Linked DNA regions of Mus musculus: regions 2, 3, 4, 5, 6 and 7 are each linked to region 1. The links are chromatin contacts, called in public ChIA-PET, HiChIP or PLAC-seq and Micro-C maps. All regions are on one chromosome and are shown on one strand. Each heading gives the region's core, a stretch centred on a gene start, on an enhancer-like site or on the middle of the called end of the contact. The rest is flanking DNA. Distances are from core to core; before and after follow the strand shown. Region 1 holds the start of Foxo3 (forkhead box O3). Region 2 overlaps Cep57l1 (centrosomal protein 57-like 1). Region 3 overlaps Ostm1 (osteopetrosis associated transmembrane protein 1). Region 4 holds the start of Ostm1 (osteopetrosis associated transmembrane protein 1). Region 5 overlaps Sesn1 (sestrin 1). Region 6 has its middle 45 kb from the start of Ostm1. Region 7 has its middle 31 kb from the start of Gm38491.

Region 1 (3,340 bases), core at 472-2,971:
TTGCAAACAGCGCCCGGGGAGGCCGCGGCAGCGCGGGCCTCGCCGCGTCCCTCCGCCGACGCGGGCGGCCCCACGCGCCAGCCGTTCAGCCAGCCCCACATTCCATCTCAAAAATAACACACACGTGTGCTGGTAAACAAGCGCGCCAGCCGCCGGGGCTGCGCGTCCCGGGCGAGCCCGTGCAACGCGCCCCCTCCTCCCGCACGTGCCGCCGGGCTCCGCCCACGGGCTTTGCGCAACCAGGCTCCGCCCCTCCCGTCTCGCCAGGGCCCTGGGGTCCTAGAGCCCGCCGTGCTAGCAAGCTGGCCTCGCCGAGGTTCTCAAAGTTTCTCGCCCTGATAGAGCGTGCGGCTCAGATCCGCTCCCTACCTCCTTTCCCTCCTCCCTGCACAGTCCTCCTCTAGTCCTCCCGCTGTCTGCGCGGCGAAGGCTGCCACTCAGCGCGCCTTCGCTCTCCCTCCCCTCTGTCCTTGCAATTTTACTCGATTGTTTATTATTTGCTGGGGGCGGGGGCGAAGAGGAGCGAGAGGCGTCTGGAGCCCAGAGACTGGCGGCGGCGGCCAGTCAGCGCTCGGCGTGGCTTGACGAGGAAGCCGCGCAGCGAATGGCGATGCGGCGCAGGGCTCCGGGGTCACGCGCGTGTAGAGACAATGACATCATCTGTTTGTACGCGTCGAACTAGCTTGGTGCAGGGGCGGGGGCCTCACGTCACTTGAGTGACGGATCACGCGTAAAGCCTGGAGGCCGGAGTTCCGGGGTGGGCGGCCTCTGCAGGCTCTTTTAGGCTGGCTCTTTTGGGGTATTGGGTTGTTGCGGAGCCCAGACTTTAGCTGCAGAGACCGAGAGGGTTTTGTTTGGAAAGATACGTATGAACCAGAATGCATGGTAGACTTTTGGTATGCATGTCGCGTGTGGCGCAGAAAAGCACACAGTACGGCCGGGAGGCACGGATCGTGGGATAAGGGATTGTGAAGGTGCGATCTGAAGTCTATAGACTTAGAAAAGTCAAGCACGTAATCAGCTGCTTTAGCATAAGAAAACTGTTGCCCGCTTCCAGTTAGCTATCTTCTGCTCCTGCGTTCAGGACTGGGGCGCACTGCACTTTTCTTCCTGAGTTGCACTTTTCCCACTTAGCCTTAAAATCCGTGAAAAGCGAAGCACGACTGTCGCCGGGTGTCCCAGGTGAGGGTCCAGTGACACACCTTTCGGCGCGATCTTCGCCGGCCAGTGTTTCCACGCCCAGGTAACCCTTGTCACCTGCGGCTGCCGGCTTAACCCGGGTGTTCCCTGGTGTCAGGTTCTAATAAGGAACCCGATACTGGGGCGGGCTCCGACCCCACGCACCCACGGGCAGGCCACGGGCCCACGAGCCAAACGCAGGGCCCAAGGCTGAGAGCGCGGGGCGGCGCGCAGTGGTGTGTTGTCTGACCTGGCCTCCCGTCCCGGGCCAGCGTGGCCGCTGAGGTCCCCAGGAGAGCGCGGGACCCCAACCGGGAGGGCTGCGGAGCCGGCCGAGTCCCGACCCGCGCGCGCCCGCCCCCATTCCCGCAGCCCCGCGCAGGCGCGAGGGCGCACACACGCGCACTCCCACACGCACGCACAGCAGCCCTCCCGGCCCCCGCCCCAGCCCTCCCCCTGGGCGGGGACCCGCCCCGCCGTCATCCTAGGTTGAGGCTCCCTGTGAGTGGCTATAACTTTGTGCTGCTGCCGCGGCCGCCCTGCTCGTGGAAGGGAGGAGGAGGAATGTGGAAGGCGGCGGCGCAGCACAGGCTGACAGGCGGTTCCTCCGGCGGGCTGCGGCGGCGGCCCGAGAGTCCCCTCGTCGCGGTGCCCTGGGCTCGCGCGGAATCGTACGCCCTCCCGCCTCGTTCCTGAAGGGAAGGAGCCGAGGTAGGCGCCGGAGCTTTGCAACGGGGCGGCCGCCTTTCCAGTGACTCCGGATCTGTTTCCGAGCTGGGCCAGGCGCTTCCCTTTCCCTCCCCGTGACTCGGTGTGCTCCCCCCCTTCTCTCCCGCTAGTGTCTTTAAAGGACTTGAGGGAAGGGGGAACTGTCAAGATGGCAGCAGCGGGAGCAAGGAGGTGATGAACGGTGCTGGTCCGGGTTTTCATGCAGTCCGAGAGATTTGGCGCTTCCCGACCTGTTGGAAGATTTATGTTCCCACTTGCTTCCTCCTTCCCGTTTCTGACCTGGAAGGGGGCGGAGGGCCCCACGTCCCCAAGAAAATACATCTCAGATCTTCTTAGTCCTGCGGGGTCGGCCCTCTCTCTCTCTCTCTCTTGTTGGAAGTGATCTTGGCAGGTCTGCACCCAGACCCCCACGCTCTCCCTGCTGGTCCGCGGGCGGAGAGGAAAAGACGGGAGTTGCCCGCGCCAGCCCTAGGGGGCCTCTCGCCTGGGAGGGGTGGGGGGGATCGCAGGGCTGGGGAGCGGGAGAAGAGCCCAGGACTCTGCTGACTTGCCCTGCGCCTCCGCGGGAGGCACTTGAGCGAGCCAGAGCCAAACATAAACAAACGCACGCACGCACGCTCGCCCTCCGACCACTGCGGAGCTGTTGGGGTCCGGAGGCCGCCCACACTTAATGGCGCGGCCACCCCTCCCCCGGGACGCCCCTCCCCCCTCCGCCCCGCCATCTAGTCCGGGAGAGACCTGCGGTTCTGGCGACGGCAGCGGGGGAGGGGGCTGCCCCGCGCGGGGCCGTCGATTCGCTCGCGTCTCCCGGGCGGCCAGGCCAGGGGGCGGCGTCTGCTGCGCCAGGTTCGCGGGACGCACGTCCCCAGGTCTATCCGTTCTAGGTGGCGGCCGCGGGCGAGGAGTCTCCGCGGACTAGGCTCCAACACAGGATAACCAACTCTCTCTTCGCGCTTCCCTAGGTAGCTGGAGCTCGAACCTTCGCGGTGCCCCGTTCCTCCCCCGCCGCACCCAGCCTGGGCTCGAGAGGAGAGAGCAAGAGCCCAAGCCGCGGGCGGCGGGCAGGCGGCGAAGATGGCAGAGGCACCAGCCTCCCCGGTCCCGCTCTCTCCGCTCGAAGTGGAGCTGGACCCAGAGTTCGAGCCACAGAGTCGGCCACGCTCCTGTACGTGGCCCCTGCAGAGGCCGGAGCTGCAGGCGAGCCCGGCCAAGCCCTCGGGGGAGACGGCCGCAGACTCCATGATCCCCGAGGAGGACGACGATGAAGACGACGAGGACGGCGGCGGCCGAGCCAGCTCGGCCATGGTGATCGGTGGCGGCGTGAGCAGCACGCTGGGTTCCGGGCTGCTCCTCGAGGATTCGGCCATGCTGCTGGCTCCAGGAGGGCAGGACCTCGGGTCGGGGCCAGCGTCCGCCGCAGGCGCTCTGAGTG
Region 2 (3,340 bases), core at 500-2,999, 510 kb after region 1:
TCTTACCAGGCCGGTCATTATTGTACCTCACAATACAAGGTTCACAGTTGAGTATGAAAGCTGGCTGGTAGCAGCAATTTTGAGTCATAGAACATGAAAGAGTTAGGCTGGTATTGACCTAGAAACCTCACGCCTCTTTTATCAATATATCTTTTTCTTTATTTTATGTCTATGGCTGTTTATCTTTATTTTACGTTTATGGCTGTGTACCATATGCATACAGTGCTTAGAGAAGTCTAAAGAGGGTATTGAATCCTCTGGAACTGGATGAAATGGTTGTGAGCCACCATATGGGTGCTGAGAATTGAACCCTGATCCTCTGGAAGAGCAGCCGGTGCTCTTAACCATTTAGCTCTCTTTCTAGCCCTTCATTACTATTTTTAAATGTTTCTTTTATAAATTCTAGTTTTTTCTTCAATTGTAGCTTTCAAAAATATTTAAGAGGTATAGCTTAGGGGAAATTTTCTAAAATAGAGTATTTTTGGTGAGAGAACTAGTTGTAGGATATGGTAACAGTTAAAGCCTGGAGTCCTAAAAGGCTCCAGAAAGGCTTTATTTGAAACAGTTGTAGGCAGTAACAGTTTTAACCGTATTATAAAAGCATAAAAAATGCCATATCCCTAACATTACAATTGGTTAACTGTATCTTAATAAGAAAACTTACATCAATATTTATGTTTATTGAAAAATTGTACTTTAATCAAATAATATACTTAAACATCTATTATGTTACATTAAGTAAAAAGAGCAGCAGGGCGCAGTGGCGCACGTCTGTAATCCCAGCACTTAGGAGGCAGAGGCAGGCGGATTTCTGAATTTGAGGCCAGCCTAGTCTACAGAATGAGTTCCAGGACAGCCAAGGCTGCACAGAGAAACCCCTGTTTCAAAAAAAAAAGTAAAAAGAGCAACTTATAATAACATGTATTTCAATCTCAACTTTGGCTTAAATGATAAGACTGAGCTAATATGAAAATGTTAATTTGTTTGTTTATTTGTTTTTATTTGAGACGTAGTGGTTGGCTGTCCTGGAACTTACTATGTAGACCAGGATAATATCAAATTGGCAAACTTTACATATATGTGTGTGTGTGTGTGTGTGTGTGTGTGTGTGTGTGTGTGTGTGTGTGTATTCACAGTTTATCCTCTGTCAAATCTCTTTCTGGACACAGTCATTCTAGTGTCTGAACTAGCACAGTGCAGTATTACAGGCGAACGTGTAATTTCATTGAGAATTGTAGCAGTGTTCATATACAAAAAAAATTGTTTATATTTGAACTTACCATGACAGATTCCTCTCTCTAAGCTTTGCTGTTTTGCAGCCTTTCTTTGTGTTGTATTAGCTGTTGTTTGTAACCGGATAACAAGTTTCCGTGTGTGGTGGCAGGCCTGGGTGGTGTTTTACTATGCTTCGTATTGAGATGGATGGGCCCAGGCTGGTCTTGAACTCACTGTCTCTGCTCAATGGGCCTCATCTTGCTTCAGCATTTCAAGTACTAAGACAGAAGGAAGCCTGTGCCATTATGCCCAGGAGGAACCTTCACTGCAGGATAAAAGTTGATCATAATAAAAGAGGCCCTGGTTTAGTTTAGCCATGGCTAGTCTGAGCTATACTGGAACATTTGGTATCTCTGGGATAAAAGCAGCTAAAATCCCCAATCAACAGCCTTGGGGATCCATCTTGCCTCATAGGAAGCACCAGGTTGTCTGGGCCCAAGTTACTCAAATACTTACTGTATCTATTCCCACCACCAACCTTGGGCTTCCCGCTTCCAGCTCCTCGAAGTTTATCATGTGATAGACATAACTGGAACTAAGGTAGAATAGAAACTGAAAGTGACGCTGATTTCTAACATTTACACTGACATCGGTTTCCCCTGGCTGTCCTGGAACTCAAAGATTCACCTGCCTTTGCCTTTACCTCTGCCCCTGCGTCTGCCTCTGCCTCTGCATCTGCCTCTGCCCCTGTGTCTGCCTCTGCCCCTGCATCTGCCCGTGTTCTGAGATTAAAGGTATGCCTCACAATCCTCTGCAAAAGTCATTTTTATGAGATGAATTGTTCTGATGTGGCTACAAATAGTCTCTGTGTGGAATGAGAGCTTCCTGGGAGAAGAACTAACCTGTAATGCTTAGCCACCTCTAAACAGGGTTTCATGGGGTGGCTTGTTTCCCTTCTTTTCTATCTTAGCTGGGCTGGAACTCACTCTGCAGACCAAGCTAACCTTGAACCTATAGAGTCTCTGTCTCTGTAGGCCTGTCTCTGCCTCCCAAGTTCTGAGGTGTGTGCACTATACCTTACCCAACTCATAGGGTGGGTGATAGGTGTTGTTGTTGTTGTTGTTGTTTGAGACTGTGTCTCAGCTCTTACAAGCTAAGTTGTTTGTGAGTTTGTTTGTTCTTTTAGAGATGGATCTCTGTGTATCTCATGCTGGCCTGGAACTTATCTATGTAGTAATGCTGGTCTCAAACCTTTGATTCTCCATCTTGAGTCTCTCCAGCACTGAGGAACTGATGTGTGTCACCACACCCAGCTTTGGGGTCTTTTCTTAGGCTTTGTGATTTGGCTGCTAGGTAGACATCAGTGGGCCCTCAGCCCTCAGGATTTGGCCTGGCCAGCGAAATAAAGGAGGTGCATTGAAAAATAATGCAGAACTGGAATCATGTTTTTGTAAACACATTTTAAGGAAAATGTATCTTGATGAAGTTAAGCTTCCATCTCAGCTAAACAAGAAAATCGGGTTTTGTTCTCACCCCTGTTCGAGGCAACAACGTATTCCACTGCTCATACTAAGACTTTAACAGCTGTGTCAACACGGCTGCTTGAAAAGAAGTGCAGGCTTACTGCTGACTCTACAGATCTCCCTGTCAGGATCTCTCAGCAGACTTCAGCCCTCTAGAACACTTGCTTACCTCAGATAGATGAGTCAAATGCTGGGGTAGTTAAAGCTCTGAGGGCTGGCTGTAAGAATTGGAAGGAGAGCCTTAAAACTCTCAGTACCAAGGGGAATAATATTCTGATAAGCCAGCTGCTATCCAGACACCATTGTCTAGCTACAATCTTTCCAATGGGAGTGAGGTGGGCAACTTACACTTACCTTATATTGATGTGACCTCAAGGCTGCCACTGAGCTACCTCCCCAGCTGTTTAAGTGACCTTTCGTAGGATTATCTTGCAATAACTCAATGCCTTTTATTTGTTTGGGGTTTTTTGTGTGTGTGTGTGTTTTTGTTTTTTGTTTTTTCAAGACAGGGTTTCTCTGTGTAGCCCTGGCTGTCCTGGAGCTCACTCTGTAGACCAGGCTGGCGTCGAACTCAGAAATCCGCCTGCCTCTTCCTCCCAAGG
Region 3 (3,340 bases), core at 257-2,756, 420 kb before region 1:
TCTTCAAAAAAAAAAAAAGGGGTGCTCAGGAAAAGGGAATTTGAGAACCCTTATTCAGAATAAATTATAGGTCTGCAGTCCCAACATTTCGTGAGAATGCAACTTGTCCGACCTTGGCTCATCTTCTTCTCGACTGTGCTGTGGTCTAACACTTACTGGCACAACGTGAGGTCGAGTCCCCGTTTTGCAGGCTTCAGGTGGCATTTTCTTGAATGTTGGCAAAACTGGTGCTCGACTTGAGACGTTTGGCTGGGGAGAGACACAGGGCTGAGTTTAAATTCCTGCTCTCGAGGGCTTACCCAGTGCTTACATGCAAACCACTATATTGTCTATTGATTGGCTTAACATGGCTTGATCCAATTTTCCTAGACGTAAAACCTAAGGTTTTTTTTTTAATGAAGAGCATAAAATTAAATTAAGTAGAAGCTACTACCCATGACTTTGTTAAGAGCAGTACCTAATAAAACAGGCATCCACGCTTTCTTGAGCACTGCAATGTTAACGTGTACATAAAGAATAACAAGGAAAGTCCAAGCTAGAAATCAAGCTCTAAACATCTCTTAAAAGACAAGAGTGTTTACAAAGCTTCTACCCCAGTCATTGTTAATTACGAAGTCTGAAGAATTCCTCCTAAGAGCTGGACCAAGACACCACCATAGCTAATACAATCAGGGAAAGGAAAGAATACGTACCGAAGGACAGAACATTGCCTCTATTTTCAGACAAAAGCATTTTTTTTTCAAGTAGGGCACGCGGTGTGTGCCTGTGATCCTGGAACTTAGGAGATTAAGAATGGAGGATTGTGAGTTTGAAGCCAGCCTGGCCTACATAGCAAATTCCAGGCTAGCCTGTGCTACACGGCGAGACCCTATCTCAACACATTCATGCTGGGCGCCAGTTCAGTGGTAAAGGGTATTGCTAACACTTATAAAGTTCTAGCTTCAATACCTAACACCAAGCAAGAACAACAAAACACACATATTGTGTGTGTGTGTGTGTGTGTGTGTGTGTGTGTGTGTAAATGTCACAATGAAATACATTATTCTGAGTTGGCAGCAGTGGCAGGAACCTTTAATCCCAGCGGACAGAAGTGGATCTCTATGAGTTTGAAGCCAGCCTGGTCTACTGCACAAGTTCCAGGATAGCCAGAGCTACACAGAGAAACCATGAGTCAAAAATAAATAAATAAATAAATAAATAAATAAGAAAAAAAGACTCTAGTTTTAAAAAGAATGGTTCTTTTAAAGTTGAGTTATATATCACATATAGCACTATTAGCAAAATATGTAATATTCAGCTATGATTATGATGGCCATGGCATTGAGCCACTAGGTTTAAATAGAATCATGGCCCATAGCCACCTGGCGAGGTCGTGCGTTGAACAGTTGAGTGCAAATGTTTCTCATGCTCTAGAACTGAAAACCCACAGTGTCACCTGCAGTGGGAGTGGCACCCGTGGTGGGAGTGGCACAGGCTGAGATCTGAGAACTGCTGGCCTCATAGGAGGAGCTGCAGCAGGGCTCAGGCGCCTCTATTTCCTTGCCTTGTTTTAAGCTCTGCACAACTCTCAAAGACATAACCATGCCACAGAGCAGTCACATGTCATCAGTTCATGCAGGGAGGAAGGCAGGAGGTGGGGGGAGGGAGAGCAATCGGCCATGAGCATCGGCACATGAACTCTTCACTCACACGAGTATTTGGGGTTATTGTATGTGTCTGTCTGTCTGTCTGTCTTTCTCTCTGTATGGTTTTATTGTTTATTTGCTTTGGTCTTTTGCTGTGTTAATTTGTTTGTTTTTGAGTCAGGTTTGACCTGTGAAGCCATGGCTGGCTTAGAACTCGTCATGTAGACCAGGCTGGCTTTAACTCAAGGATCCATCTGCTTCTGCCTCCTGAAAGCCATATTGCCTGACATTATTTGATCCAAGATTTTTTTTCCATAAAGAATTTCACAGGGATAGTATTTTGATGCTAACATTAAAACAGACTATAGTATTCTTTTGTACAACAAATGTCTGCGAGCACTCACTATGCCCGGGCACTTTCTAGGTACTGGCAATATGACAGACGGTATACAAGGAAACAACTTCTTCTTCTGATGATCTTTATGATCCAATCAAGGGAGACGAATCAAGTAGAACAAACAAATGAGAGAGTTAAGTGACCTCAGCTGTCAGCAGCAGCAAAGCCGCCGGCTTACTGCCTGCGTGCCATAAAGAAAGAGCACAAAGTCTGGTGATGGCTCGGCAGGTAAAGGCACTAGCCACATCTTTCTTAAATAGATCTGTACCTTTCCCCTACATTATGATGATGAAGGTTGAATCCACGGCCTTGTGCATACAGGTAAGAGCTTTGACGCTGTACCCCCAGCCCCTTGACCCCGTAATCTTTTTTGACCCCGTAATCTTTTACGTAGGTGCTCGGCTAAATGGATGGATGACTACAGAAGGGAACTTACGTAGAATGAGTTTGCGTTTCTTTTGCTCTGAGTGAAGGAAGCTACTGAGGTAGAAGACGACAGGCAGGAAGAGAATGAACACAGACACAGCAACCACGGACACCGTGTCGCTGCAGGTGACCGAACAGTTGAAGGTTCGACTCCAAAGCTTCCGAGTAATGTTCATCTAGAGAAACAAATATCATATTATAGTCTCTTTACTTAAAGTTTAATTAAAGTTCTCTTTAATGTCTTAGTATATTTTTGCAATCCAAACATCATTTAAAACAGCGTTAAAAATCTACTGATAGTTGAGAACAATTTCTTCTGCTAGGAGAAAAAAAGCTGGTTTACAATTAGTAACTGTATAATATTTGGTATTATTTTATTTTGGAGACTCTCTGTGCAACCCTGGCTATTTTGGAGCTCACTCTGTAGATCAGGCTGGCCTCGAACTCAGAAAAAAAAAACAAAACAAAACACACACACACAAAATAAGGTATATTCTAAATACATAATTATCACTGAGATATACCAGAATGTCAGTAATTTTATCTCCCAGAGAATGTGTAGTTATAAAACCAGAGTAAAGACTCTGTCTCCTGGTTAAAGGTGATTTAGTACTAAGAGCTGTTAAACAAGTACAGTCATGGGGCTGAGAGGTAAAAACCCCAAGCCCTATGAGCAGCCATGCTCGGTGCCTTTGCCTATCCTAAGCACCACTCGATGGTCCAGAGCAGTGTCCTCTAAGCTGGTTTGATAATGCAGACGAAGCATTCTTTTTTTTGGGGGGGGGGGGAGGTTGTTTTGTTTTTTGGGGGTTTTTTTGGTTGGTTGGTTGGTTGGTTTTTGGTTTTTGTTTTTTTTTTCGATACAGGGTTTCTCTGTATAGCCCTGGCTATC
Region 4 (3,340 bases), core at 286-2,785, 400 kb before region 1:
TGATCCTCTGCTACTCGGTGAGTTCAAGGCCAGTCAGGGCGACAAGAAACTTCATCACAAATAAATACATTAATTAAATTAAAATAGAATGAAAAGACTCCCTAAAAACAGCTTATTTAATGTAACTGCTCAAAATCAAATACAACGCTGCATATTAAAGTCATAGAGAAAGGAGCGAATCTGAAAAATACTGCATGCACTCCTATTTAAACTGCCTTGAAAGCCAAATCTTTCCACAAAGAGTGACTCTGGACTTTACTTAATGCAAATGAATGTCCCCATTTACAAAAAAAAAAAAAATCTGCTTAGTAACATTAGGCTAGATTAAAAACAAGATACACCTATTGACATTTCTATTTAGTTTAGTCAATTACGACCTCTAAAGCAACTGAAGCCACATTTTTCATGAGACTACTTGGCCCCTCAGGACGCAAGAACCATTTCCACCCCCAATCCCTGTGTCCTCCTTATTTTTCCTTTACCAGGCAACCCTGTGACTCTCACGGTGGCCGACACCGTAATCCTTTCCTAATTTATACAGTTCTTAGAGGCAAAGACTGTGTCTTCCTCTTTTGGTTTGCCTTCATTAAGTCCTTCACATTACCTTCCAAGTGACCAGGAAAGCTCTCGAGTTACAGAGAAGGCAGACTATCCTAAAATGGCAACTCACCGACCACGAACTATTACTGTATGTCGCTTTGTGTGGCCTCTCTTTGTCCCCACTTTCCGGATGAGAAAACAAGCAGAGAATGTCACTAACTTGCCAGAGAACAAGCTGATAAACAGGATGGAACCGAACTCAATACTTTGAAAAATAATAAAGGTCACACTGATAGAAACTGGTGGCTCTGGGTATGTTCGCTGCAATGTTCCAGCAAACCTGTCCCAAGAAGATGCCGGCTTACAGCATCCAGGGGGACAGCATTCCAAGCCATAAGCCCCTAAAGTCACCCGCTTGTTTCTGATACCCTAACTCCACAGACCGTCCAATGCCGTTTCCTTACTTTCCCAACCCCCCCCCCCCCCAGGTGCCGAGGCTGCTCCTCTACCCACCCCGATGTTTCGGCTGATGTTGTCCATCTTGATTGCGACCTGTTGGAAGAGCGGGTAGCAGGTCTGGCAGAGGCGCACGGGCCGAGCGCTGCGCACCATACAGGCGGTCAGCTCGGCGCTGCTATTGGCGAAGTCCATCAGCAGCTCCCGGCACTCAGGCTCCAGATCCGGCAGGTCCGGAGGTAGCAGTGACAGCGGCCCTAGACCTCCGCCCTGCAGCAAAGACAGGGTCAAGTCCTGCACCTCCAACAGCTGCTGCTCCGACAGCAGGTCCGCAAAGCCTGGGTGCCGACTGCTGGTGAAGGGGAGCGCGCACAGGGCGCACCTCCACCGCAGCAGCTGCAGCAGCAGCAGCGCCGGCAGCCACCGCCACGGCCACCCGCTACTGCGCGCCAGCTCCGCGTCCCGAGCCATCCCCGGGCCGGACTGTAACAGATAGCTCGCCCGGTGCTTCCGACAGCAGCCGCTTCCGGCTTCGGCCGGCGCAGGCCCTGAGTGGAGTCACGAGGTGAGTGCGTCACGGCCCCGCCCACCTGCCTCCGGAGGCGCGCGGGTGTGAGCGCGCCCCGCTTGGAGGTCTGTAGAGCTGCTGCAACCCCAGTGCATCCCAGGCCTCCGTCTTGCACGCTCTGCACCCTGCAGTTCCCCGCCTTCCATGAGCCTGTGGAGTTTGTTCTGGTTGCTGGAACTCCAGGGAGATGACTGCCGAGTGAGCTCCCAGAAAAACCCAGTAGACTGATGGTTTGGGCAGGTGTTCATTTTCATTGGCTCTGGATTAGTAAAATTTCTTCATCTCCTCTGGAGAGTGGATAACATCCGTTGGCAGTTCTGGTTTTGGAACTTGTGGCTTCAAAAGGCTTGATTGATTGATTTTAATTCTCAACTATCTACCCCGAACAGAACTTCCTGGGGTGATGAATATAGTCCACGTCTTAGTTAATAGGGAAGCCACTACCCACATGTAGCAGCTGAACCCTTGAATTGTAGCTACTACGATGATAGAACTAATTGTCCAATGTCACTTAATTTAAATATAACTATCTGACTAGTGACACCTGTGTACGGCTCGGATCTGGGTGTAGTGTTTTAGCGCAATAGAAATCCTACCTAATACATACACTTGAGCATACCCCACTATGTTATTATTATATATTCTATATTATACGATTATTATACCATATATTACATAACATATTGTAACATAATATGTAATATTAATATATAACATGTAATATGTGACACGTAGCATTTTATGATATGTTGTAATATGTTATATTGTATATTATGTAATGTATAATATATGTTATGATAATAAATATGTATACATTATATAATATTAATACATATAGGTATTTTTCTTCTTGGAGACAAGCCTCATGTAACTCAGGCTAGTTCTCTAACACACTAAGAAACATGTTTGCGCTATACCAGAGAATGGCCTTGAAATTCTGATCTTCCTGCCTCCCTGCTGAAAGTGCCACCATGTACCCCCATTGCCAGGTGTTTGTGGTGCTGGAGACCAAACCCAGGGCCTGGTGTGTGCTAAGCAAGCAAGCATTCTGTCAACCCAGAGACATGAGAGAGAGAGAGAGAGAGAGAGAGAGAGAGAGAGAACCATAATAACAAATCAAAAGAAAGCCTATTAATAAGTCATTGCAGTAGACACTGGAATAAAGCAAGAGGCCAGGATATAATGTGCTCAAGAGTAGGATGTGAGGGGTGGGGACATCCATGTAGAGACAGAGGTATGGGGAGGAGGTACGGGATGTGGATCAGTCGGAGAGTTGGGGGGGGTAATAAAATATGGAGTGTAAAATAATTAATTAATTAATTAAAAAGAGAAAGAAAGAAAAAAAAGAATAGGATAGGAAAAAAACCATTGTAGGGCCATCCAGCAAGATGGTTCAGCAGGTGTTGTGTTCATGGTTCCAGGGGGCTAGCATCCACAGCGGCAGGGGAGGCAGCAACAGGCTGGAGCAGGATACTGAGAACTCACATCTTAAACACTGAGCACAAGCTGAGAATGAATGGGAATTGTGGGAGTCTTTACATTCTCAGAGCCCACCTCCAGTGACACTGCATCAGGGCTGTACCTCCTAAACCTTGGCAAACAGTGCCCCAACGGGGGACCAAGTGTTCAAAGGTCTGAGACTCTGGAGTTATTATCATCATGTCCTGGTCTGAATGAGAATGCCACCATAGGCTCATATCTTTCTATGTCTACTCCCTAGTAACATACTGCTTACAGAAGATTTAGGAGGCATGGCCTTGTTGGAAGAGGTGTCAT
Region 5 (3,340 bases), core at 594-3,093, 370 kb after region 1:
GGGAAAGGACTTGCTGCTCTTAACTAGCTTCTCCTTCTCTTGTTGCCCTTTAGCCCTCATTTTCTCTCGGCCTTCTTTGGGTTTCACTTTTTATTTCTGTTTTTGTGACATGCTTTTATTATCTGTTCATTCCCTTCTGTATTTATTCTAGCCATGTTTTCTTTGTGGTTACCATGGGAAGCGTAGAAAGCACTGTAATCGTGTAACAGTCTATTTTTAACTGGTAACAACTTTAACATACAAAAACTATGCCTTTATAGCCGCACTTATACCTCTATTTACATACTATTTACATACTGCATAGCCATTTACATAGCCATTTATATTCATGCCTGTCATTTTTGAACTCTATCAGAACTAATAGTGAGTATAAGTCCCAGAATTATACAAGCGACTCTGTCATAAACTTGTTCATGTTTACCTTTGCTGAACTTTGATTTCATGCAGCCCCACACTGGAGAGACCACTGCCTATACTATCCTTTTGCCTTCCAGATGAAGTTTCCTTTGTAGGGCAGGTCTAATGGTAATAAATCCCCATAGCTTTGGCTTATGTGGAAAAGTCATAACTCCCTTCACCTTTGGGAGCCCCTGACAGTTGCCTTCCTGATTAGCAGGTGATTTCTTTTGGTACTCCTAATGTACCATCTCTGTATGGTGTCCTGAACAGTTTCTGCTGGGAAGCTACAAGTCTTACACCCTTACAGGTTGAGTTTTCTTCCCTTGCTTGTAGGCTTCTGTCTTGAATGCTCAATACTTTGACTATACAACAGTGTCCGGGCTTCCTTACTGGCTCGGTGGCTTTATCGGATGTTCACTGAGCTTCTTTAATTACTGCATCTGTTTCCTTCTTCAGAATTTGAGTGTTTGTTAGCAAACGGGCATTTCCACTGGCCTGCTCTCAGGGACCTAGCAGCAGCTGCCACCACCGGGTATGCTGTGCCCAAAAGGGCCCCAGCCACCCCAGCTGCTTCTTCCCTTCACCTTCCCCCGACCCACCATCTCTCTTTCCTTCACCTTGTTTCTCTGTTTGTCTGCCTCTCTTTTCCTCATGTGCCCACTCCAAGACAGCCCTTGCTCTCGCTCAATAAACCTCTTGCACTAAGTCTGTAATTTATCAGAGACATCATCTGGCCCAGGCTTGACAAAGGTATCCCACCACTTGCCACCCTTTATCCGCCCAGTGTCTGGAGTGGAAGGACAAATGAGGGCTGTGAAATGGAGCACAGTGTAGAGTGACTGTCTAGTATGATTGAGGTCCTTGGTGCCACCAAGCCAAGCAAACAAGCATTTTTTGTCTCTGAATAGCTTCCCTGTCTCACATCTAAGACTTCTCACATGTGCGCTGGCCGCACGGTGTTGGAATACCCTTTCAGTCCTTCATTTTCCCTCGTTCTTTTGCTCCTGCCTGGCATGGAGTGGCCTGTTCTTCACATTCAGCAGTTTTCACATGTCTGATGAAGTGGGAATCTTTCACTGGTTTCCAGGTACTGTCTCATGTTTTCAGGTGTGTGCCCCAAGCTGGCCTCAGACTTGCTTAGGTATCCTAAGTCTGCATCAACCCCCACGTCTGGATTACAGGCAATGGCTACTAAGATTTTCATGAAATTTGTTTTTTTCCAGTTGCCTTGCAGTTTTCCTGCTGCTCCTCTGCGCCCTTTGCTGCCCCAGTATCTGCCTGCAGACGCCATACTTTGTGTTCTTCCAGTGCACTGGCTCTTACTGGTTTTCAGCAGCATCAGAATCATCTAAACAATGCCAGCAAGTACCACCAGTGTCCCGTCAAGGGAGACAAAAGCCAGTCTTGGCAGCAGAAGCTGGACTTTTTCCTTTCTGTCCTGAGCATGATCTGTGTGGTTTTCATTCATTCTGTGCTGTGCCGGGAAGGGGCTCTGCTGAGCCCTGTGTGCCTAATTAGGCTTCTCACAAAACACTTCTCTCTGCATTGCTGTTAACTTAGTGTCTTGCCGGGGGTTGTAGTGCATGTCTGGTGTCAGTGTGCAAGGGGCAGGCACCATGCACCGCTGCACCGCTAACGCATAGGAGCATCTGAGGATACTGTTTGTTTCCCACAAGGGGTCTACTGTGTCTACTGTGATTTGAGGGTGTCCTCCAGAAAGAAGTTCTAGAGCTGGGCTGTGGGACAGAGGACGTGCTTGGTCCTGGGAACAGCACTCAGTTATCGGCGACTACTTTTCACAGAGGAATGGGTTCATGATCACAAGAGCCTGGCTCTTGCTTGGTCCTGAGCGGGAGCAGCTTGTGGCTCTGACCAGACATGGCTTAGTCTCCCCAGCCCCCAGCATCATGAGCCAAGGTAACCCCTTTTCCCCTCGACAGGATATCTGGATCCAAGTACTGAGCTGTGGTGATGCACAACGGACTCTCACAGCCTTGAAGAAGGTGCCACCTGGTTTCCTACCCTGCTGCACTGCTTTTTAAACCAGCAGGTTTCAGAGTAGCTCTGCTGTTTATCATCTGCCACTCCTCTGACCCCAGTGTGGTTCAGAACTGAAACTCAGATTTGGCTACTAACTGTGAAGCTAAAGTATAACATGAAATTAATAAAGCAAACTGTGGAAATTACTCTTTATTGAAAAATACCAGTAATACTGACAGACTTCAAAATCAATTTACGGTTCCAGAATACAAAGTACTTAATACATTTTTTTCCAAACCTGTTTGTATCTCAAAGTTAGCATTTTTGTAAATCAAGATACAAATATGATAACTTCACTAAAATATTTTCCAGCTTTATTCTTTAAGGAGCTGTATAACCTTCAAAGTCAGGGTCCCGAGGTCAGCAGGGCATGGGGCAGAATGCACCTGGCACTCCCTGTGCAGCAGACTGCAACCACATTTTCCACATTGTTGGCACCGGAACCAAAAATCCCGCACAAGACAGCTGTCCTCCAGGCTCAGAGAATATTGGGAAACGCACATCAAAAGATAGCCTGTTTTCCTTATAATTAACACACTATCATTTTAAGATTGCTCTTTGGAGGAAATCTTTTAAGAATGTCATTGCAATATCATCCAATAACTGAATTTTAAAAACTATAATGAAAGAAATGAACTGTTACCGCCAACACGGTCTTGACTGAGCTGTGAGTAAAAATTCTATGCTTTTTTAGATGCAAGAAAATAATGCGCATGAGTTCAATTCAAAAGCACACAAGGTGTGGCGTGGGCTCAGGTGGTAGCAGCACTCAGCCAAATAGCCATGTGCTCATCCCCGCACAGCAGCACCGAGCGCCACTCAATTCCGCATGTGTGAACTTAGTAGCCACGTCCCAGTCTTTACGCACTCTGTCTTGTCACCTTGTCACATCAGAGCAATG
Region 6 (3,340 bases), core at 571-3,070, 360 kb before region 1:
ACCAGACAACTAGAAACCCCAAAACATCGTCCAGTCACCTTCAGGTTCTAGCCAACAGCCCACCCACCAACTCGAGGAGAAAGTACCGTCTGCAGACTTAAAAGAGATTCCGCCCCCTCTCCTCCCAGAAGTGGTAGGATAGTCAAGTTGATCCGCCTGCTTGAAATTGTACATACACGCTCCCCGACACTGTGTACAGCTTTGAGTAGGGCTTCCACCAGCATACCACCTCCTCCCAGAATGAGACTGTATCTCAAAGCTTTCACCTCTAATACCATTTGGGACCGGGCGGGGGTGGGGATGGGGGGGAGGTTCGTGCTTTTAAATTTGTTTTTCTGTTTCTCTGAATACTTCAAAGGGGCAATTTTCTTTATAAAGCTTTAATAAAATATCTTTTTTATCCTTTCAAGCCCAAACAGCATGGACTCTTCCCTGGGGCTGGGGCGGAGGGTGGGGGGTGGGGTGTCAGGGACTGGCTGGGACTGGTCCCCAGACTCTTTCCCCTTGTCCTACTCTGTATTTGCATCCGCCTTTATCCTAAGGATCATTTTAATAAATAACAATGAACAGGAATGGCATCTAGAGGGCTTGTCGGCAACATTTAAAAGCCAATAGAGTTTATAATTCTACTCTATCATTTCTTATTGATTAGAGTAATCAAGATAAAAAGCTAGCCGGGCTGGGAGAAGTTCAGCAGCATATCATTAAAGATAAGAGTCAGTTAATTCTGGAGCTGGGGTAATGTGGCTGAAATGAGAAGCTCATTTGCATGAGATGCTGAGCCCAGTAACAAGGGGACAAAAATCACTAATTAGGACTGCAGAGTGTCGCCCTCTCCGCAAGCACCCTTTCCAGACCACGGACCAAGTGTAGGTTCGTTTGTGAGAGTCTGGGTAGGATTGAATGTCCTTTGTAGGTATCAGCCAGGCTCACTCCACCTTCCTCCTTACTCAGCACGGCAGGGATGGGGATCCTTGGGGGTTTATCTTCTACTCTCTGCATCTCAGACCTTCATTCCTGCGTCCACTGGAGGGCATCCTGTCCACCTCCCTTAAAGGGTCATTTGGCCAGTATTTGGTGCCTATGTGAGCTGGCCTACCACATAGGTCTTGGTGTGATCTCTGATCTGGTCTGAGGAGCTCCTGAACAGGCCCGACTCTACCAGTCTAGCAGGTGAAGAGACTGAGCACAGAAGGCCCTCAGAGAAGTTCCAGGCACTCGCCCCAGTGGGGAACCCCAGAGGAGGTCTAGATCCCTCAGCCAAAGCCCAAAGACACTCAGTCTGGACACCCTGGGGACCATAATGCACAGCTAGTGTTGCAGTAGTGTACAGGCTCAGCGTGTATGTGTGTGTGTGTGTGTGTGTGTGTGTGTGTGCGCGCGCGCGCGCGTGCGTGTGTATACTCGTGCAGATGAGGCCAGCTCTTGTGTAGTATGTTTAGAAGTTTGTTACCGCATGAACAGGTTTTTCTGAATATATGATATGAATAGGCTGTGCTTGGGAGTGATGTATGTAACTTAAACACATGTAATGTGGTGGGTGTGGGAAGTGACAGGTCCGAGCGGTTCCCCAGATGAATAAGGCTTCAGGCATCAAGGGCGGGTTTGGTTGACTAGGGTGACCCCAAACACTGAGCGGCAACTCCAGCTGCAGCCGTACCTCTCAGACTCCTCCAGGTCCAGCTAAGAGAAGAGGAAGTGCCCTCCACCCGGGAGCTTCTGGGAAAGGCAGAGTAACCTTTAGGCTGCAGGAGGTTCCTTGCACCTACTGAGAAACTGAAAGTAAAGTTTGGGCACTCCAAAAACCAAAAGACTTTTCTCTGCACCCACAAGGTGCGGTCAGACCCAGGCCCTTTGAGCTTTTCGCCTCCTTCCTAGGCCAGCTACCCAAGGTGATACTGGTCATGGTCCTCGCACCTTGATCTGGGAGCTCTTTGGAGCTGTTAAAGCGATCCCTCCCGAGATGCTCTGGCCGCGCCTGGGCTGGAACCCGCTTGACCTCGGCCATTTGAGAACTTTGTCCCCAGCCCAGCCCCAGCAATGGGCGCCTAGGCCAGTGTTGAGTACTGTAGGTGTCGGCGTGGGAAATGGCCGTGTTGGCTTACTCCCTCAGGTCTGGCCTGAGCTGCCCTGACACCGGCCAGGACCCGGGGACCAGCAGCGCGTGCACAGAGCACATGCGCCCTTGAGGGGGACAGTCGCCAAGCCGGCCCTAGCGGGAGGGGCGGGAGAGTTGTGTATCCTTGGCTTCCACACTCCCCCCACCCCGCTCTGCAAGGGTTTTCTTTTTTTTTTTTCTTTTTTTTTTTTTGTATCTGTGCACAGTTGGGGGCTCCCTCGCCAGCCACCCCTGGGCCTCCCCATACAGAATAAAGTCAGTCTGTATTTAATGGTCATGGCGGATGTGAGGGGGATTTGGCAGAAGCAGAGGAGAGGCCTTTCGCTCTCAAACATCTCTCCTGACGTCGTGTGAGTCTACCAACCCACCACGACCCCATATTCTTCTGCGGGTGTCTGACTCGAATGACAAGCGAGCTGATTTTTTCAGTACATAGCTGGGAAATGTACTGAGTGATAATAGAGATTTCTCTTTCATTTTTTACGCTTGACTTGGTTATTGTTGCTTTTCTTTTCCCGTGATTCCTTCTGAGGATTAGCTCTGACTTCCCCACTATTGGCGGTCAAAGTGGCCCCGACTCGGGATGACAATTGACGGGGATCAAGGGATTGCCCATTCTGTGCCTGTAAGAACGGATTCGCCAGAGAAACTCATCAAGTGGAGTCGGAGAATAAAGACCGTTCGGGGGTAAATGTATTCATTGAGAAGGGCTCTCCCAAATTGCTTCTAAGTTTTTTTAATGAAAAGTAACGATTGCAGCAATCAGCGGCTTTTTGGCGGATTACAAATCTGGAGGGAGCTGCGGCGCTGCATTGAAAAGTACCCCCGCCTTCGCACGGGGCAGGCAGTTCACAGGAGCGGCCGGAGGGGCGGGGGTCCGGTTGCAAGACAAAGGCGAAGAGTGTGGGGCGGCGCGGAGGCGGGGTGGGGGGGGACTCGGGGCGCTAGGGAGCTCCCCAGAGGAGCGGGGCGCCGAGGTGTCCCGCCAGAGCAGGCGAGGGACTGAGCCCCCACAGTCTTAAACCAGGATCAGGGAGCAGGAGAGGGTGGCTAGGGAGACCCACCGCGGCACCACCACTTTTGGGTGATTTCAGGCCTGTGGAACCCAGAAGGTATTTTGAGGAGCCAGGTCATCTCAGAGATAGGGGCACGGGAGGGAGGACACAACTGAGGTACCACCTAGCCACCCTAACCCTCACCCCTGGCCTTTGCACGCACCGA
Region 7 (3,340 bases), core at 599-3,098, 340 kb before region 1:
CAAACTCATACAGTCAGTTGCACACTCCCATGTGGGGATCACAACCCACGGTTTCAGAAGCCATGATCTAGACACAGTTCAAAAGTCTTAGCTCAAGGGTCCAGTCCCAAAGATGCCTGCACAGGACAGGTAACTGTTACAATAACCCCTTACTGAGCACGGGCAAAGGTCTATAATTGTCAAGGAAGGCTCCAGAGAAAGACAAACGGAAAGGTGGGTGGATAGATGCATGAACAGAAGTGGGGTTGACAGGTAGCATTATTCAGGCGGACAAGTGTGGGTGCTGATGTAGAGACACAGGCACGGTTTTAGAGTTCAAGGTGGGGATGGGGAAGGAAACACCACTGTCCCATCTCAAAGGTGGTCAGCCATTCCTAGGAAGGTCCGCTGATCCTTCAACTGGCTGGGCGGCACCCACCTTCAGGAGGCTCAATCCACCCACGTAATCGTTGACCTCCTATGGTTAGGGCTCCTGTTGCTATGATAACTATCCTGACCTTGGGAAAGAAAGGGTTAGTTCACCTCCCAGGTTGTGGTCCATTACTGGGGGCAGAGACCACGGAGGAGCACTGCTCACCGACTTGCTCCTCCGTGGCTTGCTCATTCTTTATCAACCCAGGACTATCTGCTCACAGCGTCCTGGGACCTCCCACACCAATCACTAACCGAGAAAATGCCCTACAGACTTGCCGATTGGCCAGTCTGACAGAGGTGTTTTTCTGCGTGAAGGTTCCTCTTCCCATTTGACTCTAGCTTGTGTTGACAAATGGCCACCACTAACCAGACCCAGAGGCACGTCACAAGGTCACAAGCGCACACAGAATCCTGGACGATGCATAAAATTACCCTTCTCAGTTCCCGACCATGGCTTACTGTTACAAGTGTGAACTGGAATCCTCAGGGAGTTCGTTTAAAATGTATCTCACTCCAGTCCTACCCCACTCCCGTGTCTCACATTCTCCGTCTGAGACAAAGCTCTTCTCAGGAGGATTTCAGGATGGCCAAGCGGCCAGACCTCACAAGCAATATTGGGGCAGAGAAGCCACACAGGCACTGTGTGCGGCTCAACTCAGAGCTCGCACCAGCTACAAAGGTCTCCTATGGGGCTGAGGGTACATAGTTCAGTGAATATCGCTCAATCCCTGGAAGTAAAATAAGTAAATAGTCCGGCATGGTGTGTGCTGTAGTCGTCTCAGAACTTGGGAGGTGTACCACAAGTTCTAGATCAGCCTGGACCACATAGTGAGCTTGAAGCCTGGGCAACATGATTAAATTCTGTCTAAAAGAACTACGATGGGATGATGGTGGTGATGAAGGTGGTGTCGGTGGTGGTGATGATGATGATGATATCACATCAAACCAAACCCAAATTCTCCAGAAAGCACACAAGTTACTATTTGGGAATATAAATATGTTGACCCACAAATACAAATCAGCTTTTAAGTGGTTTAAAAGGTTTATTATTTTAAAAATCTACATTAAGAAAAAAAAAAAAAAGGTATGCTATGTCCCTACTACCCAAACTGAAACCGTGCAGGCTGGACTATCCAAATCAGAAACTCGAGATGAACGTGGTGAGAAAGGGGTGGAGAAAAAAACGGATGGAAGAGGGTCATGTCTGCTTGGGTTGTTCCTGCCTCGAGTGACCGACTGCTTCGAAGTCCTGGGTCCTAGGGGACGGGAGAGGAGTCCGGGAGGAGTGGCCCATGAGGATGCGAAGGCCGGGGCCCCCCACGGCGCCTCGGCCTCCCCCCCTCCCGCAGTCGCCCAGCTCCGGGGAGCAGGCTGCGGGCCCTGGCGGCCGCTGCGCCACCCTCCTCCCGCTCGCTCGCCCGGGTTCAATGAGGATTATTACATCATGCTGCAAGTATGCGGGGCAGCCTGAGAATCAAAGCGGGCGCTGGGCGGCTGGTTAACTGCCCCGCGCCTGAAACCCATCCTTCCCGCCCCCTCCCGCGCCCTCGCCCCACCCCGGCCCGCTGCTTTTCGTACCATTAAGGGTAGCATTCTGGGGGAGAGGAAAACCTGATCAAAACTGTGCGCCGCCACCGACAGATTTTCTATGGATTCTATAGAGGCCACCTGAATGATTTCCCTAATTAATGGATGACATCTTTGGCTGAAGGAGAGGCGATGGATTCGACTCTGTCTTCGTCTTTGTTAACCTTCTAATTAACTTTCGTAGGTCACCCAGGTCTCCCAAACCTAAAAACTGAAGAGGCCCATTGTGCCGGGAGCAGTAAACTTACTTTTGCTGGTGGGGTACTTAAAAGGGAGACCGATTATAGGCTGAGAAAAATAACTCCATTTAAAAGCTTTGTGGCTGCAGAGAATACATAGGCCCCTCCCTCAGAAAATAATTGAAACACCTTTTATACCAATATTTCTATGCATAATAAAAACAAATTAGCAAAAACGCATCTAAATTCAGCAGTACTTTCAAATTACCTTTTTTGGAATGTAAGCCTCTGCAAGCCAACAAAAGAGACTTGGGTTTAGAGAGAAAATTGCTACTGCAGCAGCTACCAGCCTTTATGTGGAGGGGCTGCAAGACGGACCAGGCAGGGGCTTGGGTACCTCCGAGTCACCTCCCTAGGAAATGCTCCAAGCATACCACCCTTGCTGAGGCTTCTTCTGACTCGCCTGGGGGGCACAAAAACTGAGCAGGACAGTCGGGCTTTTTCTGATCTTCAGGGGTTGAGCTTGGAAGGGTTTTTGGTTTTGTTCTTTTTGAGGTGAGGTCTGAGTCCGTAGGCTGAACTGGAAAGCCTGGCTTCCAGGCATTCTCTCCGGAGCTGGGCGATGTGCACAGCCAATTCTGTACTCAAGACAAGCACGCTACCACTGAGCCACGCTCTCCTCTGCCCCAAATATTTTTAATCGTGTGAATGGAGGGCAAACCATATCGCAGAGTCAGAGGAGAAGACTGCTCTGTCAAAATCGGTAACCAGAGCAGTGGGGTGCGAAAGTGGGGTTACAGCTCAGTCATAGAGCGTCAGCAGCACACGTGCAAGAGCCCCCCGATTTGATCTCCATAGAGACTGAGAGACAGAGAAAGGTAAGAATCATTTTTACTGCACATGCCCCAAAGTTTCTGTCAAAAACAAAAACCACAGAAAAACCTCAATACCACATCATGACCATTTTTTTGTGTGTTATAAAAATGGGAAGAGAGGGATTAGAGAGATGTCTCATTACTGAGAACCCTTGGCCTTCTTGTTTGGAGGACCTAGGTTTGGTTCCCAGCACCCACCAGATAGCTCATAACCATTCATTACTCCAGTTCCAAGGGATCTGACACTCTAAGAGAGGGAGGGAGGGAGGGAGGGAGGGAGGGAGG

Evidence for each region. A called contact is a pair of places that touch in the nucleus more often than the background predicts. ChIA-PET counts read pairs in DNA pulled down with a chosen protein or histone mark. HiChIP or PLAC-seq counts read pairs in DNA pulled down with a chosen protein or histone mark.
Region 2: a contact with region 1 is called in an RNA polymerase II ChIA-PET map of memory CD8 T cells, with 18 read pairs. The contact joins the enhancer-like site here to the promoter of Foxo3 in region 1. A contact is called at or near these places in 5 of 39 promoter capture datasets (embryonic stem cells, frontonasal cranial neural crest, hippocampal neurons and 1 more), 1 of 484 Hi-C or Micro-C datasets (Sertoli cells) and 7 of 115 datasets of contacts at active chromatin or transcription factors (the SCID.adh cell line, bone marrow-derived macrophages, double positive thymocytes and 4 more).
Region 3: an RNA polymerase II ChIA-PET map of memory CD8 T cells shows a contact between it and region 1, with 58 read pairs. The contact joins the enhancer-like site here to the promoter of Foxo3 in region 1. A contact is called at or near these places in 2 of 484 Hi-C or Micro-C datasets (both in embryonic stem cells) and 8 of 115 datasets of contacts at active chromatin or transcription factors (acute myeloid leukemia, craniofacial prominence, embryonic stem cells and 4 more).
Region 4: a Micro-C map of embryonic stem cells shows a contact between it and region 1, with 4 times the contacts expected there. The contact joins the promoter of Ostm1 here to the promoter of Foxo3 in region 1. A contact is called at or near these places in 4 of 484 Hi-C or Micro-C datasets (B cells and embryonic stem cells), 5 of 115 datasets of contacts at active chromatin or transcription factors (acute myeloid leukemia, craniofacial prominence, extraembryonic endoderm stem cells and 2 more) and 2 of 9 other capture datasets (adipose tissue and liver).
Region 5: a contact with region 1 is called in an H3K27ac HiChIP or PLAC-seq map of stem cell-derived neural progenitor cells, with 6 times the contacts expected there. The contact joins the enhancer-like site here to the promoter of Foxo3 in region 1. A contact is called at or near these places in 1 of 39 promoter capture datasets (second pharyngeal arch cranial neural crest), 2 of 484 Hi-C or Micro-C datasets (cortical neurons and myocytes), 21 of 115 datasets of contacts at active chromatin or transcription factors (the 230-238 cell line, the SCID.adh cell line, SST interneurons and 15 more) and 1 of 9 other capture datasets (embryonic stem cells).
Region 6: a contact with region 1 is called in an H3K4me3 HiChIP or PLAC-seq map of embryonic forebrain, with 3 times the contacts expected there. The contact joins the enhancer-like site here to the promoter of Foxo3 in region 1. A contact is called at or near these places in 2 of 39 promoter capture datasets (cranial neural crest and pre-B cells), 1 of 15 datasets of contacts at CTCF or cohesin (the NIH/3T3 cell line), 4 of 484 Hi-C or Micro-C datasets (all in embryonic stem cells) and 16 of 115 datasets of contacts at active chromatin or transcription factors (SST interneurons, bone marrow-derived macrophages, double positive thymocytes and 12 more).
Region 7: a contact with region 1 is called in an H3K4me3 HiChIP or PLAC-seq map of stem cell-derived neural progenitor cells, with 2.2 times the contacts expected there. The contact joins the enhancer-like site here to the promoter of Foxo3 in region 1. A contact is called at or near these places in 2 of 39 promoter capture datasets (both in embryonic stem cells) and 6 of 115 datasets of contacts at active chromatin or transcription factors (embryonic hindbrain, embryonic stem cells, epiblast stem cells and 2 more).

Annotation. Positions count from the first base shown.
Region 1 is chr10:42,275,076-42,278,415 of GRCm38.p6, reverse strand. It overlaps Foxo3 (forkhead box O3), which reads left to right and starts at 1,721. Exons shown (of 4, transcript NM_001376967.1): 1 at 1,721-1,890; 2 at 2,871-3,340. The coding sequence starts at 2,983.
Region 2 is chr10:41,765,985-41,769,324 of GRCm38.p6, reverse strand. The region is part of intron 2 of Cep57l1 (centrosomal protein 57-like 1); the gene reads left to right. All of the region lies in intron 1 of BC048559 (cDNA sequence BC048559), which reads right to left. Among named protein-coding and RNA genes, the nearest start is that of BC048559, 21 kb to the right of the region's middle. Within about 2 kb of position 1,749, at least 24 of the 459 cell types and tissues checked have an H3K27ac peak or open chromatin away from gene starts, as enhancers often do. A contact at or near this core is called in memory CD8 T cells, where this site is marked.
Region 3 is chr10:42,697,392-42,700,731 of GRCm38.p6, reverse strand. Ostm1 (osteopetrosis associated transmembrane protein 1) reads right to left here. Exons shown (of 6, transcript NM_172416.3): 5 at 2,459-2,624; 6 at 1-249. The coding sequence ends at 194. Among named protein-coding and RNA genes, the nearest start is that of Ostm1, 20 kb to the right of the region's middle. Within about 2 kb of position 1,506, at least 36 of the 459 cell types and tissues checked have an H3K27ac peak or open chromatin away from gene starts, as enhancers often do. A contact at or near this core is called in memory CD8 T cells, where this site is marked.
Region 4 is chr10:42,677,111-42,680,450 of GRCm38.p6, reverse strand. Ostm1 (osteopetrosis associated transmembrane protein 1) reads right to left here and starts at 1,535. Exons shown (of 6, transcript NM_172416.3): 1 at 1,054-1,535. The coding sequence starts at 1,467.
Region 5 is chr10:41,907,659-41,910,998 of GRCm38.p6, reverse strand. It overlaps Sesn1 (sestrin 1), which reads right to left. Exons shown (of 10, transcript NM_001162908.1): 10 at 2,563-3,340. It also overlaps a transcript of Armc2 not described here. Among named protein-coding and RNA genes, the nearest start is that of Gm33058, 50 kb to the left of the region's middle. Within about 2 kb of position 1,843, at least 38 of the 459 cell types and tissues checked have an H3K27ac peak or open chromatin away from gene starts, as enhancers often do. A contact at or near this core is called in cortical neurons, forebrain, neural progenitor cells and 3 more, where this site is marked.
Region 6 is chr10:42,631,986-42,635,325 of GRCm38.p6, reverse strand. No RefSeq gene overlaps it. Among named protein-coding and RNA genes, the nearest start is that of Ostm1, 45 kb to the left of the region's middle. Within about 2 kb of position 1,820, at least 26 of the 459 cell types and tissues checked have an H3K27ac peak or open chromatin away from gene starts, as enhancers often do. A contact at or near this core is called in embryonic forebrain, where this site is marked.
Region 7 is chr10:42,612,704-42,616,043 of GRCm38.p6, reverse strand. No RefSeq gene overlaps it. Among named protein-coding and RNA genes, the nearest start is that of Gm38491, 31 kb to the right of the region's middle. Within about 2 kb of position 1,848, at least 68 of the 459 cell types and tissues checked have an H3K27ac peak or open chromatin away from gene starts, as enhancers often do. A contact at or near this core is called in stem cell-derived neural progenitor cells, where this site is marked.